Regions from separate parts of the Anas platyrhynchos genome. Here region 1 is linked to region 2. The links are chromatin contacts, called in public Hi-C maps. All regions are on one chromosome and are shown on one strand. Each heading gives the region's core, a stretch centred on a gene start, on an enhancer-like site or on the middle of the called end of the contact. The rest is flanking DNA. Distances are from core to core; before and after follow the strand shown.

Evidence for each region. A called contact is a pair of places that touch in the nucleus more often than the background predicts.
Region 1: a contact with region 2 is called in a Hi-C map of subcutaneous adipose tissue, with 2.3 times the contacts expected there. The contact joins two enhancer-like sites. A contact is called at or near these places in 5 of 8 Hi-C or Micro-C datasets (F1 follicle, liver, skeletal muscle and 1 more).

Annotation. Positions count from the first base shown.
Region 1 is chr26:1,187,887-1,193,355 of IASCAAS_PekinDuck_T2T, forward strand. ANP32E (acidic nuclear phosphoprotein 32 family member E) reads right to left here. Exons shown (of 7, transcript XM_027444476.3): 7 at 2,855-5,469. Among named protein-coding and RNA genes, the nearest start is that of ANP32E, 12 kb to the right of the region's middle. Within about 2 kb of position 1,350, at least 5 of the 8 cell types and tissues checked have an H3K27ac peak or open chromatin away from gene starts, as enhancers often do. A contact at or near this core is called in F1 follicle and subcutaneous adipose tissue, where this site is marked.
Region 2 is chr26:1,127,860-1,132,793 of IASCAAS_PekinDuck_T2T, forward strand. VPS45 (vacuolar protein sorting 45 homolog) reads left to right here. Exons shown (of 14, transcript XM_027444478.3): 11 at 2,871-3,029; 12 at 3,670-3,777; 13 at 4,094-4,215. Among named protein-coding and RNA genes, the nearest start is that of VPS45, 8.1 kb to the left of the region's middle. Within about 2 kb of position 1,687, at least 5 of the 8 cell types and tissues checked have an H3K27ac peak or open chromatin away from gene starts, as enhancers often do. A contact at or near this core is called in F1 follicle and subcutaneous adipose tissue, where this site is marked.

The DNA.
Region 1 (5,469 bases), core at 100-2,599, 60 kb after region 2:
CCTGCAGAAACAAATTTGCTGCCATCCTGCTCCGAGCAGCTGCTCTCGCTGACTTTTTTTGCTGCCATCCCGTGCATTTTGCAACCCATGGGCAGCTGCTCGCTTGCCAGTGCTGCTGATCGGCAAACAGCAAATGGTGAGCGTGAGCGCATACTTACAACTCAGGCAGCAAACCCAACCAAAACTGAGAGACTCAGAAAGCAGAAAAGGAAAAAAATATTCTTATCACTTCTAAACTGATCTCGTTCTTTTGGTTCGGACATCTGCAATGTTTATGATTGGTGAAACTGGTCTGCACATTTTTAGTGCACAGCAACTCTATTGCTGCCAAAATCAACACACACAGTATTTCGTTTACAGTTGAATGGGGCAAAATGTTCTTTTGGATAATTCACACTACTCCGTCATACAACTCAGGGTATTTTTCACTGTTTTCCAAGCCTGCATTCCTGAATCTATGTCCATCCACTTCCCCTTTATCACACAATACACACGAAGAAGCTCGAAAGCACGCTCCCTGAAGGCTAGGGGGTGAAGGACCCTCGTGGTGGTGTGTTCTCAGCAGTATGGCTTTTTGAGCTAAGTTTCACTTGGGGGAGAAGAAGGATAATTAGCAGTCCAGGAGCGTATGGGGATGGTTTTAGGTGAGCCCCTGGTTCCACCACACACCAACAAGCAGCCTCTCTGCCCTGGACCAGGGCTCAAACAGTCCAGTGAAGGGAAGGTGCATGGTTTAAGAGGCCACAGACCCCACACCAGCAAGGTCTACATGAAATCAGGCAGAGCCACAGGAGGAGGGCGGCGAGGACTGGGGAAGCCATCAGGTAACCCCACATCCACCATGCTTCCAGCTCAAATGTGGGGAACAGGCACATAAGATGCACCCGGAGCATGAGCTACATGAAAACATAAATCTTTTTTTAAAAAAAATTATCTATAGCTAACTAATTTGATTTGTTTTTCTCCTTCGAGGTAGCAAAGCACAGCTACACTCATCCTCCCTCATGACGAACATTGGGAACTACTCTGGGGTTCGTGTTTAATCTTTCTTTTTTTTTTTTTTTTTTAATTGGGGGGTTGGGGGTCGGACTCGGTACTAAATTTTGCTTTTCACACCAAAACACCTCTGCTTTGTGACCAGACAGACGGACAGGACAAGCCTCTGTGAGGGGACGGGGACCCAGCCTCCCTCAGCAGATACAAGCCATGGGCGCGGGCAGCCGCCATTACGGAGCGACCGTTGGAAGTGGGCGGGGAGAGGGGGCGGGGCATCGCCTCAAAGCGGCCCCAGGACTGGGCGGGCTCGCACGGAGGGGCGGAACTGCGGCAAATCTCAGCCAATCAGCGGCAGGGACGCGAGGCTCGGCCCCTGCTGCCCGGAGCCGGGGAACCCCGTGGCTGGCGGTTTCCCGCTCTCGGGGGGCCCCGCGCGGCCTCAGGCGGGGCTGAGGGAGAGTCCTTGGGTGGGGGGGAGGGGGGAGCTCGTGAGGGGGAAGCCGCTTACAGCGTCCCTGCCCCGGAGGGAAGCGATAATAGTGGAAATAAAGAGATAAGAGCCCACAGGGGTGGTGTAAGGGGGCTGGAAAAGCGATAAAAGGGGCAACAAAAGATGAGGAAGCCGCCCAGCCGGCCTCCAGCAGGACTCGCCTTCACTGCGACAAAATGGAGGACAGCAGGGCCCCCTGGGGCTCTGCCGGAGCTGGGTGCGGGCTGGGGCGCTGCCAGCCCTCAGCAACAGCCCCTTGGCTTCCCCTCAGGGAGGTGGCCGCAGGGGCCGTCCCGCATTTGGGAACCGAGGCAGGGAGGAAGGTGGTTTGGTGCAGGTCACGGCAAGCTGCTCGCCTCCACCAAAGCGAGCCCACACCCGCCCCTCACCTCGAGTTTTTGCCTATTTTGAAGGCATGCCTACACAGCACCAACTTTCCTCTCAAGCTCCCTTGTCGTGCGTGTGCCAGAATGATGTAACTCGGGTTTAGTTTGCATAAAGCCACCCGTATCCCCCCAAAGGAGGCTAAACTTCCACTGTTAAAAACAATCCTAAAGCTTCGCTTTGCCCGTTTGCCCTTGCTCCAGTGGGCAAATTGCTCCGCAGGGAGCAAGCACTGATGGAAAGGCAACTGCTTACCCTTCCCACCCTCCTTTAAAAAAAAAAAAACAACAACACACACACACAGAAAACCACCCATTTCTTGGCTAATCACTCATCTGGTAGAAGAAAAGCCTGTTTAGTTACTAGCTTTCTTAAGTGTGTCCAGGGGATTTTTGCCAAGAATGCTGGACTAATCCCAAAATAAAAACAATGCTATGTCTAGCTGTATAGGAGAAGCAGCTCTTCCCCCCCTTATTTTTTTTTTTAAACATTGTTCTTGAATGAGAAGTAATTTATACACACCAAGGCAGCTACTTTGAGGGAACAGTGTTAAGCTTGCGGCTCGGGCTGCCAGACACATCGAGTCACCATTTCTGAAGAGCAAAATGCAGTCTCTAGATTTTCAGTTTTGTTTCTTAAGACTCGCCAGACTTGTATAACTAAACTACACTGAAATAGTACGGATTTACAGAGTATGCAAAAGCCCTGTCAGCTCCAACACTCATTTCTGTACTAAACTCATCTGGAAACACTAAGCGAGCCATGCAAACATCACCATGGGTTGTACATTGCGTCCTTCCTCGACCACGGCAACGTTACCAAGACCTCCAGTACCATTAAGTACCATCTCTAACCCCACGACACACGGTTCTGGAGGCTTTTCAGCAGCTAAAAAGACAACAGGAATGACTGATTACCTCTTACTCCGTTCCTGAAGACGGACGGTATTCTCCTCTTCACAGCTGTACATACTAAAAGAAGTAATCCAATACAATAGTCTCAATTTATTTGAAATAATTCAGTTTGAAAACTTTTTAATTTAAAATTTACAGCACACGTGGGGAGGAAACATGTTTTGTTACAACTAAAAGTTATCAGAAGAGTGCTGCAGGGTTGTTTTCTTTAATTTAACACTGTCATGGCTTTATTCAAAACACAGTTGCACAAAATCTGTTACTCCAAAGTTTAAGGAAAGAGTTTGATAAGGAACCAAAACACACTATATACATACTGCCATACAAAGAGCATTAAAATAGGACAAAACCTCTACAAAATATAAAACCCACCCTTACATATTTGCATGAAAAGACCACCCACCAAGCAAAAAAGTTTCAAAAGTTATCTGGAGGCTCTGTATTATTTATTCTTAAAAAATGCTATGCTGTTTAATTGCATGCCAAGCTGACAAATATGAAACTATACTTAGATGGTAACGCTGAGGAAAAGACAAAATTACTTAGGAAGTAAGTTTTGTGTGAGGCTCAGTTTCTGAGATGTAGCAGCCGACGCACTACACTGCAAGTTGGCTTTAGGAAGCGGTAAGTTTGCATATCTTAGGGAAAGTCTGCTAACCCCTTCTAAGTTCATTTTGTTTTGTCACATTAGCTCATTCAACGTTAAAATTGGGCTTGTTTACTGAAACAAGACCAGTTCTGAAATAATTTTAATTCATCAAAATAGTAAATGTTTCCATTTAAAACTAATTCTATATGCATCAGTAAGAGATAGTTAAGGAAAACCCTGATAACGAAGTCCTTTAAAAGTACACGCTTATAAATAAGTTTTCAATCATTCGCTGAGGCTAAAAAAATATAGCAAAAAGGATGGGAAAACACTTCTCTATCTCAAAGCTGAACACAAAGCAACTGCCTTGAACACAGAGCCTCCATGACAAGATAGGATGTGCACTTACCTAAGGTTTCTATTCATTCAGTATTCATACACAAACACAGGAACTTAGATTGTGGTTGCAAATGTAGTTTTACCACTACTTCTCTAGTGTCTTTACAGATATTCATTAAAAAAATGCAAAACTCATTTAGTCAGTTTATTCCCAAGCATATTGCCATCTGCCTGACTCATTTCATTCAGATGCCTTTAATGGCTGGCTATGCTTTACAGCTACATGAGAAACTATGATTTAAGGCTCTATTTGGGGGGAAAAAAACACACACACAAGAAATTGGGCTTCGCAGAACTTCAACCCTGCAGTATCTAAACTTGATTTAAGAGCTGGAAGTCACATTTAAAGTCTGCTAGTGTGTGAAATACCTTATTAAATATTCACAAGTAACCGATCTATGGGTGACTGACTCTTACTTAGGTCCAGGAAATCTCCCTCTTCCCCACCCTTGGTGTCTTCCCCAGTTTAATGACAGCTATTGTCAGCCAAGACAGATACAAAAATAAGTCTCTTGAATAAAGCTGTGTGTGATATTTGGTTCAGTACCTACGTGAAACAATGTAAATTAGTTTTATATCAAGACTACTGCTTTAAATCCAAATCACGACTGAAAGAGGAATGCTGTATGTTTGAAATTGTTTCGCAGTGGCTCGAATAGAAAACATGAATCCCTTGGGGCAGAATTATTACGACCTGTTGGTCACAACCAGGCTGCCAGAAAAGAGCTTGTCTGCATGTCTCCTGCACTTGCCACCAACTTGCAATGGAACAAGTTTCTGCAGCCATTCTACATATATATATATAAAAAAAAAATCTATTAATTAGTATTATACATGGACTTGAATGTTTTGGCTACAACCAGATTAAAAAATTTAAAAGGTGACCTGCAAAGAAAGACTAACTTATGTGCACCTTTCCCCCTTCAATGATTCTAGAAAAGGGTAGGGGGGGTTGTTGGAAAAGTGTGCTTGAAGGAGTTACCCGTTAACTTCTGCATTAGAAATGCATATATTTTATAGCCAAGCACAAGGATTGTTGCAGAATTCCTGAAGTGACAATGCAAGAGCTAAGTGAGTGAAAGTTTAACCAACGCTTTCTGCAAAAACGGTTTCAAGCTATGGATTATTTGCTTCTGTTAATATCTGCAGCGACCATGTATTTTGGAGAAAAGTTTAAGGATTACACCCCTCTCCATTTGCCAAGATACATTCTTGAAGGTATCCCTGGCAAAACACTGAACTTCTGAACAAGCAGGAAAAAAAAGATCTTCTGAAACCCACTTAGGCTTTGCAATGCTAACATGCAAAACAGGGTAGAAGACTTAAAAGTTACAGGAGTCACCTTTTAAAAAGCTGAAATCAGTTGTAATCTAGTTGTTGGTTTCCAATAGAATCCCTGGCGAACTCAGACTCTAGTCAACTCCTCATTAGAAACAGACCTGAACTTGCCAGGTAGCATTTCTGAGTTCAGCTTTTTAAGTATAAAAACTTTAAAACCTTGAAGGAAATACATGATATTAAATCCATGGGAGATGGGTGTTTTAACTCTGGGGAAATGATAACCAACACAGCAAGCTTGTATAAAATTAAAGAGCTCCAAACAAAACTCTAGGGGGAAAACCTGACAATGGCTTCAGTGACTATAGGGCTGAAAGTTGTTTTCTACATATAGGCTCACTACCAGGCTATTTATTGTA
Region 2 (4,934 bases), core at 437-2,936:
GGGAGTGGTGTGTGCAGATATCCCGCAGGGCTGGGGCTCTGGGGGTTGGGATTGCTCCTCTCCTCCCCGTTCGGTTCAGATGAGGATGAATCATAGTTAATAACTGGCTGGAGAAGCATCTCTGCAGATTGTCTTTGCATTTCACACGCCGCGTTCCTGCGTTAGATGCAGTCAGCTGGCTCCTGGCAGGCTGCCTGCAGGCACCGCTAAATCAAAGCTTGGCCCCTGAGCAGCACTGGGTGAAAAATGGAAACCAAAAAGTGGCCTAAACCAGGCTGCTCCTTGAGGTGGCAGGTTTTACTTTTCTTTAAAAAATAAAAAACTGTGAAAAGCCTCCTAGAGAAAAGATTTCGTTGGCAAAGAGGACTGCAAAAGCCTAAAAGAGGCTTCTGTTATAGCTGGGTATAGACTGGAGGTCTGACCCCGTGCTGGCTTGCTGGATTCCACGACCTGACCTCCCATCTGACAGCACGTCGGTAACGACAGGTCGGGGCTGCTGCCTGGTCAGGGAAAATAGCAGCATTGTCGAGAGGGGCTGTGTTAGAGCAGAGTTCAGCCACTGCTTCAGTATTAAAAAGCGATTCCTTAATTTTTTTTGTGGCTAGGGTAGATGATACGCTGCGTAACGGGCTCCTTTATGCAGCACAGCAACACTCGGACAGGAAAATAAGGCTGAGCATCTCCAACGGGTGTGAGATACCCGTCTTCTCGGGCTGTTACGCCGTGCTCCAGGTGGGTGGCTGAGCGATAAGATCAGTTCTTCAGGCACTGCCAGGTCCTGAGCAGGTGTGAAGCAGGACAGGCCTATCAAAATCCCTGCAGCCACCCAGATTTGGGAGCACAGAGATGTGATCCGATGGCTTTTGATTCATAGGTGCAGGGTGGTTGCTGGAGCTCACCCAGGTGCTCGTTTGGGTGCTGCTCTGCCCGAAATGGGTGCTTCTGCCCTTCTCACAGTGCTCAAGTTTGTTCCCAGCTCCATGCTGGAGGAGCTCTGGTGTGCTTCTGGCAACTGAGAGGGACTGAAAGCCGTGTAGAGGCTAGAAAATAACTGCAAAGTTGCAAAAAACGATCTGGGATCTTTCTGCACGAGACAGAGATCAGCATCTCTGGAGCTGCCCCGTTCCCTGTCGCAGTCTCCTAACGGCAGCGCCGGGGCAAGGCCACGGGCACAATGAACAAGGCAGCGCACGAAATAAAGGCAAGATTGTTCTGCCCCTGACGTAACTTCAGCAATTGTTAATTTCTCTGGCAGCCAGGGCCCCCAAGCACAGGACGTTTTGGTTACTCTTTCCCCGCTCTCATTAATCCCCACGTTGTATGGGAGCCTTGAGGGGAGGTTTGGGATCCCACCTCCCAGGCTGGACAAGAGCTTTTCTGTTCCCCGAGCTCCCCGCGGGCACGGGCAGTGCTGCTGTGCTGCCAAAAAGCTCGCAAGCCAACATCTCCATGGGATGACTCCGTCCTTCCCTGTACAGGTGAAGTCCTGACCTCAACAAGGTTTTTACCCTTCGCCTCGGGGATCCTCCCCCAAGCCAGGATTTCAGCCCCTATTTCTGGGCAGATAACGGCAAGCGGAGCTGAATCAGCTGGGGAAACGGCAACGCTTTCCCAACATTGTTTCACAGCTGTTTGCAGGATGTTTCCGCGCTGCCTATCTGTCCTGGGAGGGTGGGAGAGCCCTGCAGAGATACGCTGGGCTTTTTGGAGCGTTTCAAGGTCACGTTTGCTTAGGGTGGAAACAATCCTAGCTGGTTCCGTCCCTCGCTTGGAACTGCCACTAACGCAGCTGTACAACTGGCAGCTCCTCTAATTCCCTGCGTTGGAGCTAGGGCAGGCGGATTGTTTTGCTTTCACAGGGAGAATTTCAGACTCTGGGGTGTACTCAAGCATCTGCCCAGCCCCGACCAGATGCCCGCGAGCACCTCCAGCAGTCGGCGCCTCTTCTGCCAGAGCCACCTCCGAGCTCAGAGCTGAGAAGCTTCTCACTCCCACTGCTCCCCCAAGCTCCCAGCCTGGCTCTCGTGTGTGTTCTCGTAGCTCCAAGGCTCTACCCAGTGACTGAGAGGGTGCGGAGAGGAATTAAGTCCTTTTTCTTGGAACGAGGAGGCCCTAGTGATTCTGTGGCCAGCTGCCAGCTTACACGAGCCTTTATATCCTGCCCACGGTCCTGTGGGGGTTCCATATCTTCCCTGGGAGTGGTCTGTGGTTCAACAGGCAGCTTTTTGGGGCGTGCACCCTTCGTATTTAACATGGCACCGTGTTCCCTTCAGCAGGAAAAGTAACAATCTCCGTGCTGGAAGGAAATACCCGTGGGTTTTGTATTTCCCTCTCCGCTGCTGTCGTTTTGCTTTGCCTTTTCCTGCTTTAATTCCTTCCTTCCTTCGCTTCCAAGCGCTTCGTGCTCGTCCCTCTGCTTCCCACACCCAAAGACTGTCTGAGTGTGATGCTGCTCCTCCACAGCTTCCGAAAGAAACCAAGATCCTTGCAGTTGTGCTCTTGGCTCTTGGCAGTCAACCTGCGGGCCAGCCTTTGCTTCACTGAGGTTGGGAAGGAGAAGAGATGAGAAATTCCTACGCGTGTCTGCTGCAGGGGGGGGCACACACCAAGCTGAGCTCTCCCTGCAGCACATTTTGGGGAGTTAATAACCCAGCAGGACCGGGTTACGAATCCCCAGGCCCACAAAAGCAGCTCGTGCTCCGCTCGCCCTGACTGCAGAGCCCTCCAGAAGCTCGGCTCCGTTCCTTCCTTCCTCCCAATTTAATTCCCTCGCGTCCCTCCTCTGTGCAGTGTTGTTGCTAGGCAGTGGGCTCGCTCTCGGTCCGATTTCACGTCCTTCAAAGGCCTCTCCCTCTCTCCCTCTCTTGCAGAACGTGCGGCGCCTGCTGCAGAACCCCAAGGTGACGGAGCTCGACGCCGCGCGGCTGGTGATGCTCTATGCCCTGCACTACGAGCGCCACAGCAGCAACAGCCTGCCGGGGCTGCTGACAGACCTGAGGAACAGAGGGGTGTCAGACAGATACCGCAAGGTAGCTGCCACGTTTCCCCTTCTGCTGGGGCAGGAGGGAGATTTGGGATGTGTTCCTCGGGGGAAGGTGCCTGGTGGTGGGGTCTCGGCGTAGCACAGCGCTCTTTTTGTTGCTTTTCCACCCCAAAGAGAGCCCGGAGGTCAGCTGGGGGCTGCGGGTGCTGCTTCACAGCTGATTCCCTAATTCCCTGTTCCAAAAGCAGTGATGTTACAAAGGATTTTGGTGAAGCAGAGCATGCCAGGAGGCTGCTACAACCAGCGTGGGGCATGGACACGGAGCCCAGTGCGTGCTCCTTTTGCCTGCCCCCAGCTCCTGCTGGCGAGGCAGTGGCTGCAGGGATGTGCTGAGCCCGCAGCAGGAGCCAGGCTGGGAGGGAGAGGGTGGCAGCGCCTGGCAAATGCGGAGAGCAGCTGGAGAGGAGGTGGAGAAGCAGAATGATGTCACCTCGCGTGGAGGATCTGCTCGCCCTGCAAAAGGCTGCGGGAACGACAGCCCCTCTCCTTGTGCAGGCAGCGTCACGGCGCTGGGGCTCTTGTTGGAGAGGGGGAATGCGTCTCTTCTGAGTGCTGAGTGGACAGTAACTGCCTGGAAACAGCTTCCCTGTGTTAAAAAGATTCTGGTTTTGCCTCTCTCTGCACAGCTGGTGTCTGCTGTTGTGGAGTACGGAGGGAAACGGGTCCGGGGCAGCGACCTGTTCAGTCCCAAGGACGCTGTGGCAATCACCAAGCAGTTCCTCAAAGGTCTGAAGGTACGGCTCTGCCACGGGTGAGATAACAAAAGCTGTAGTCAGAATCACAGCCACAGAGCAGGACTCTCACGGGCTGCAGTGCCACATGGTGTGGCTTTCAGCGTTTAATAGTAAGTGCAGGGAGCATTAGGGCAGAATTCTCATGTAGATGATGGGAGTTGGTTGCAGAAAAGCCCCCCTAAACCTCGACTCAACGGCTAACACTTGCTGTATCCATCAGATAAATGCTGGGGCTTTTTGAACGTGGCTTTGCTGATCATCTCAGCCTGCTGCCTCGCTGTGTTAATTCCTGACAAGAGCTTCTTCTGCGCTGCAGGGCGTTGAGAATGTGTATACCCAGCACCAGCCTCTCCTGCAAGAAACGCTAGACCAGCTCATCAAAGGGAAACTCAAGGACAGCCAGTTCCCCTACCTGGGGCCCAACACTCTCCGGGACAGGTACGTGGGGCCTTGTAGGGCAGAGCTGGGGAACTGGAGCACGCCTGCTCCTCCTGCTGCTGCCACCTGCTCTGTGGTTTGTCCCTGGGTGAAAAAAACACCTCGGGCTTGTCAAAGAAATGTCCTGATGGTGTAGGTGGTGGCTGTGCTCTCAGGTAGGTGCTGGGGAGGGCTGTAAAGACAGACATAAGGCTTCCTTTCTTCGTGTTCAGCACTGGCCGAGTCATCAAGACCTGACATTCCTCTTGTAAGAGCTTAGGTAAGGGATAATGCCACTGCACCACGCTGCCGGGATGTTCACATGATGGATTTCAGCATGCCCCCTAACTTCACTCCATACCATCTGGCGTTTATTTGCAGAGTCCCAAAAATAGCCCAACTGCTAGCTCTCCCTTCTGAGCCAGTTACTATTTCTGAGCGGAATGGGATCTTGCTGAACGTGGCTAATAACTGAAATTGAAAAGGGCCCTGGCTGCCTGCTTCGAGCTGACTTTGCTGGAGCTCAACTCATCTGTTGTCAGTGAAGTCATTATGGATAAATACGGGCCTCAGATGAGGGCACCGAGTGGGCAGAGAAATGGGTTTGGGGACCAAGATTCAGCCATGTCGAGGGGGTGAGAGGGTCAGGGCATGTCAGGGAGCGAGCGTTCGTGGCTGGCTCCCCGAGGCACACACACGCTGCTCTTCCTCCCTACCCCTGCCTTGGGACATTTGCCTCC